Regions from separate parts of the Mus musculus genome. Here region 1 is linked to region 2. A link is a contact called in public HiCAR-type data. All regions are on one chromosome and are shown on one strand. The core of a region is the stretch at or near the end of the contact, and the rest is flanking DNA. Distances in the headings are between cores, read along the strand shown. Region 1 has its middle 240 kb from the start of Gm41860. Region 2 holds the start of Sorcs1 (sortilin-related VPS10 domain containing receptor 1).

Region 1 (2,741 bases), core at 89-2,588, 2.0 Mb before region 2:
ACTAGCAAGTTGAAAAGATTCTTCTCTGTCTGCCTCCTGAGGGCTGGGATTGCTGGTGTGATCTACTACATCCGGTTTGCCTTGGGGTGCTGAGATGACCTCAGGTTCTTCTGCTTGTACAGCAAACTGGCAACTGAGCTATTTTTTTGGCATCCCCTTCCGACACACTGTAATGACCCTTGACTAATTCTTTATCCAAGGAACCTAGTTCTGTGTACCACACTGAAGTAGTGGGCTCTTGGGAGAGTCTCCCTTATCCCAGGGCAAAAGTGTTTGCTGTAAATTTCATCTGGCTGGTGACTCTTTACTTTGTCTTTTTTTTATCTAGAGGGATTATACCTAATTATTGAGGAAGTTAGTAGAGCTTGGAGAGAGGGCAGGGAGGGAGGGAGGGAGAACACATACTGTAACACTGTGAAGAGTTACAGAGGAGAGGGACGTTCCCATGCAGCTCTGTCAACCTGGAAGGAGGGAGAATTTCTTTCCCTCGCTCACCTAGAGTTCACAACCCACTTTCTGTCTGCTCACAAAGCAACAAATGAAGACGATGTTGTAGAGATAAAGAGTGGACTATTATTAAGTCTTGAAACAGAAAGCTATCCTACTATTATGGCAATATGGGTAAATGTGGAAGACATTATGGTAAGTGACAGGTCTGTCATAGAAGGACAGGGCTTCATCTCACGTGTGAAATCGAAAAGACATCTGACTCAGAAGCAGAAGTAGCACTGTGGTTGTCAGGGCTGATGGAAGGGGAGACATCAGTCAAAGGGTAACATTTCAGGTAGGACGAGTAAATTCTGGAGTCTATTCTCCAGCATACTGACTATAATCAATAATAACACAGTGTATGCTAAAAACTGTCAAGGGAAAGGCTACTGAATATTTTTGTAACAAAGATAAGTTTGTGGTGTGGTGTGTATGTTAAGTATATTGTTTGAATAATATTACAATATGATTAAAGCACTGTGTTATGCAGCATTCGTATGTGTGCTTTTAAACTGTCAGGTATGGCTACAGTTGGGGTCAAGTTTTAGCTTGTTAAGAATGTCAGTAACTGAAAATATATTTTAAGATTCACTCATCGTAGGCCTCCATCTTAACTTCCTGAGTCACAGCAGAGGCATTATGAAACACTATGGCCATTCAGTTCAGAGTATTAGGTATCTGAGGCAACGTTGTCACCTAGCCAACTCCTTCACTTTGACACTAAGTAAAACAAGTGTCTTGGATAAGGCACAGGCCTCCGAAAATTAATGCCCAGGACCCAGTCCTGGGATTGAAGCATGCTGATTTCATCTAGGTTCATTCCTACATGCTTACGGCATGATTCACCAGTCTGGGCTGAATCTCCTGGTGAGGGTAAGGTCAACACTGATGAAAACCTCCCAGGGATTGATGATGGGAAGGATGCCCAGTGTGGTTACATTTCTAAGACCAACATTATAACAGTGAGCAAACTCTAGCTCTGCTTTTTCTCCTGAAAAACCCTGGTAAGTTTTCTGTCTTCAGGAAGTTTCTTTTGGAAAATCCAAAACATATCCCAACAAAACTTCAGGAGAAGTCAGTAAGAAAATGCTCTTTTAAATGCAATAGGTTGAAGAGAGAAGGGAAGGGGATGGGGAGTCAGAAAGGGACACACACACACACAATCAGTAATTCACATTGTTTTCTGTCCAAAGTGAACATACTGCTGGCTGCTGATTCCTCTAGATCCGTAAGTTAAACCATTCCTCTTGCCTCTACACTTCGGGATTGCAGAAGCATAGACGAGCAGGCAAATGGAAGCAGTGGAGTTGGTGGTGGCCCAGAGCATCAGGGCATAGCAGGTGTGAATCTAGGTGTATAGAGCCACCACCCTCTCCGTAGGCCACCGCCTACCAGGTGCTGTGTGTCTGCGGTGGAAGAAGTTCCACTTGGATGGAGATGGGCCCGATGCTCTTCCCCGGTGTCCAGTGGGCAGGTCAATCAGTCACCTCAGGTCAGAGATTGCTTCTCTGCTCCAGGCCACTTAGTGGCTGTGCCTCTGATTGTCGGAAACTCCCAGGCTAAGGAGGCTGTGCCTCTTAAACTGCTTGACCGTTCTCGGTGGGTTCCTCAAAATGAGAACTCCACCATGAGCATGGGAGCTCCCATACTTCAGAGAGCTTGAAAGCTGAACCCGGCACAAATACCCCGACATTTACTCCTCCCATCCCAGAGATTCAGACTCAGCCTTGCACCACTGTTACGGACATAGCAAAAAACATGGTTGGTGGAGAGGTGAAAGAATGAGGCTAAGGAGTAAAAAGTGGGAAAGATTAAAGCTCACTGGGGGATCTCACGGCGGCTGTAGATGGGTGGAGTCTCTGCATTAGCTAGAGTTGCAAAGTCGAGTCTTGTCCCCTCTGTCGCAAAGGCAGTATTATCTTCAGCCAGACACGCTCCCATCCCACACGACCCCATTTCCCTTTCCAAATCCTGATCCTCAGACCTCCAAGCGAGCAGACAATGTGATCTTGTCCCAGGCTTACATGGTGTGTGATGGGAAAGGCCACGAAGTGCTGAGAACATGAGGTGAAAGAATCACATTTTGGAGGACTGACATTTCATGCAGAAATCTTTCCTTTTCTCTCCGTACGTTTGGGAGCTGGAGAAGACTCAAGTTAGATCTAAAGGCTTGAAATTTCCAGGGTCATTTAGATGGGGAACCACACTTGTTAGCTCTTCTTCTAAATCGGTGGTTCTCTACCTGTGGGGTC
Region 2 (2,700 bases), core at 122-2,621:
CTGTTCATTCAATCCATAAACATTCCTTCAATAATTTTATAATTCTCATGTGCTCAAGAGGACATTATTTGGTGCGTGGAAATGGTAAAGAGATGCGATGGCATTTAAACCTTGGCATCAACTAACAATTTGAAAAAGGCCTGGCTTTAGATGAACTGCAATTTCCAAAGCGCTCCCACCTACTATAAATCATTACCTCAATTTCTGAGTAGAGGCAGGGGATCTTGGGTGGATTGATATTATAATCACATAATTACAGAATTTTAGGGTCACAAAGGATTTTAAAGGTCATGTATTGCAACCACTTAATTTAATATTTGGGAAGCACAATTACCTGAAGGTCCCACAGCAAACACTTTCAAGCGCGGGCTTGCTGGGGGGGGGGGGATCTGAATGCATGTGTTAGCAACCCTGAGCTAGACACCAGTGATGCCAGAAGAATACAACACATTTCCTCTATTTGTTGATATACAGATCTATAACAAACTCACAACACATACTCATCAAGCCAATCACTTACATTTGCTACCATTCAGTGCACTGTTACCAAACACAGAGAATAATACGGCAAACAGGTCACTTCGGAGTCTCCCTTCTCTCAAGGAGCTTATGGTCTCTTAAGGACAGTTGCCAAGATGTATATAACTACAAAATACTTGGGGAATCTTAACTTTAATTGTGTTGTCAACTGTGAGTGCTTTCAATACTGGAGAGTGCTTAAAAAGACCTGAAATCTAGGAGGAATCACAGAGGAGAGAAAATCTCACCAACTATATATATATATACACACACACATAGACTGAGCAGGACACACACACACACACACACACACACACACACACACACACACACACAGTTTATTGCACCACTCTCTGCTGCCTTCTGAGATCTTCTCCAGGCCTGGGCACACAAAGTAAGGACTACATGCCAACTCACCCAGTTTAAGAGGGAGAGCAAGAGCCCACTCATCTTCTAAACTGGAAAAGACCAGAAAAAGAGAAAAGGGGAGAAACAACCACAGAGAGAAGGGAAAACAGGAATAGGAAACCCTTCACAGCGCCTGCTCCGGGAGCCTGGGGCTGCTCGCCCCAAGAGGAAGGGTGCTTGCTCGGGCTGCTTGCGGGGACTCGGCGCGCCTTGGGGAGGGTAGGCGACAGCGCAGCCCGCGCCCGCAGCCCTGGACACAGCGCAGCTCGGAGACGGGACGCAGTGCCCCGGAGCCCCGGCAGAGCCCGCCCTCCCTCCCGCGTCGCCAGCCGGCGCGCGGCGCCCTCTCCGCCCGTGACTTCAGTTCGGCTCCACCCCCGCGCGGCGGCGGCGGCGGCGGTGGCTCGCAGCTCCGTCCCAACCCGCGCGCTCCGCACAAGCCCAGCCTGGGCGAGCGGCAGGCACCTGCCCGGCGCCGCCTCCGCGCGCCCCGCCGCCGCCCAGCCCAACTTGGATGGAGTTGTGGTCCTGAGCGCACGCCCTGCCGCCGTCAGCCTGTAGCCTCGCTCCGCTGCCTGCCTTCGGTCCGGGACCCCCTCTCCGCTTCTCTACGCTCCAGAGATGGGAAAAGTTGGCGCTGGAGACGGCTCCTCGGCCGGGCTGAGCGCGCTCCTTGCAGGAGCGGGGCTTCTGATGCTCTTAGCCCCCGGCGTCTGCAGCAGCCTCTCTTGCTGCCCTCCGCAGCACCCTAGCTCGACCCCACGCCGGACCCTTACCCCAAGAGGCTTTCCTCACCCGGGACCTCTGGGTCGGGCTCCTGCCACGCCCCCGCCCCTCTTCATGAGACCCCTGTTCGCAGTGGCCCCCGGGGACCGTGCGCTGTTTCTGGAGCGAGCTGGGGGCAGCAGGGTGTCAGTGGCGACCGCTGCACGCTCTGGCCGTAGGAGACGGAGTGGAACGGAACCCGAGAAGATTGAACCCGGAGAGGGTGCGAGTCGGAGCCGCCGGGACATGCTAAAGGATGGAGGGCAGCAGGGGCTTGGGACTGGCGCACGGGACCCGGACAAAGCCACCCGCTTCCGGATGGAGGAGCTGAGACTGACCAGCACCACATTTGCTCTGACAGGAGACTCAGCACACAACCAAGCTATGGTCCACTGGTCTGGCCACAACAGCAGCGTGAGTAGAATGGAACTGGGGGCAAAGGGGCGAGAGAAGGAAAGGGTTACCTTTCACTGTAAGAGCTGGCGGAGAATTGGGGGCGGAGGGGGGGGGGGCAAAGAGGTTTCTTTCTTGGGAGATGCTGCACAGTGAAGTCTTCCCAGCTAGCCTCCCCCAAGAGTTAATGGTGCCTACTAGGGTGCCCCCACCGCCACCTTCAGAGTGTTCTCCAGATCAAAAGGTTCAAATTGGAACGGACCAGGCAGATCTTTTTTATTTCTTCAATGGCACTGGAGAGTAGAACTGAAGACCAAATATGGGGGTTGTATGTGCGTTAAAGTATTTTTAATGAAGATCTGAAAGGGTTAAATCTCCAAGCCCACTGAAATCCCCTGAAGGGACATTTCCTTACCTGATAGACTGATGGAGCACACGGAGAAGTCGCCTCTGTGGGCTTTTTATTTTATTTTTATACAGAGCTCCTAGCCCCTTGTTCTACCCCGGAGAAGGCAAACTGCAGTACGATATAAGGTGCCCTTTGGTATTAGAAATCTATTTGGGAACCAAACGGATGCAAGTTTCAGTGCAGAGGCTCCCCAGCATCTCCTGACA

What was found. HiCAR-type assays count read pairs that join an accessible place to other places.
Region 1: a HiCAR-type map of astrocytes shows a contact between it and region 2, with 4 times the contacts expected there. The contact joins the enhancer-like site here to the promoter of Sorcs1 in region 2. A contact is called at or near these places in 2 of 39 promoter capture datasets (hippocampal neurons and pre-B cells) and 2 of 115 datasets of contacts at active chromatin or transcription factors (astrocytes and embryonic forebrain).

The regions. Positions count from the first base shown.
Region 1 is chr19:52,631,233-52,633,973 of GRCm38.p6, reverse strand. No RefSeq gene overlaps it. Among named protein-coding and RNA genes, the nearest start is that of Gm41860, 240 kb to the right of the region's middle. Within about 2 kb of position 1,338, at least 27 of the 459 cell types and tissues checked have an H3K27ac peak or open chromatin away from gene starts, as enhancers often do. A contact at or near this core is called in astrocytes, where this site is marked.
Region 2 is chr19:50,677,317-50,680,016 of GRCm38.p6, reverse strand. It overlaps Sorcs1 (sortilin-related VPS10 domain containing receptor 1), which reads left to right and starts at 1,371. Exons shown (of 26, transcript NM_021377.3): 1 at 1,371-2,106. The coding sequence starts at 1,549. Gm26629 (predicted gene, 26629) reads right to left here and starts at 2,612. Exons shown (of 8, transcript NR_166832.1): 1 at 2,501-2,612.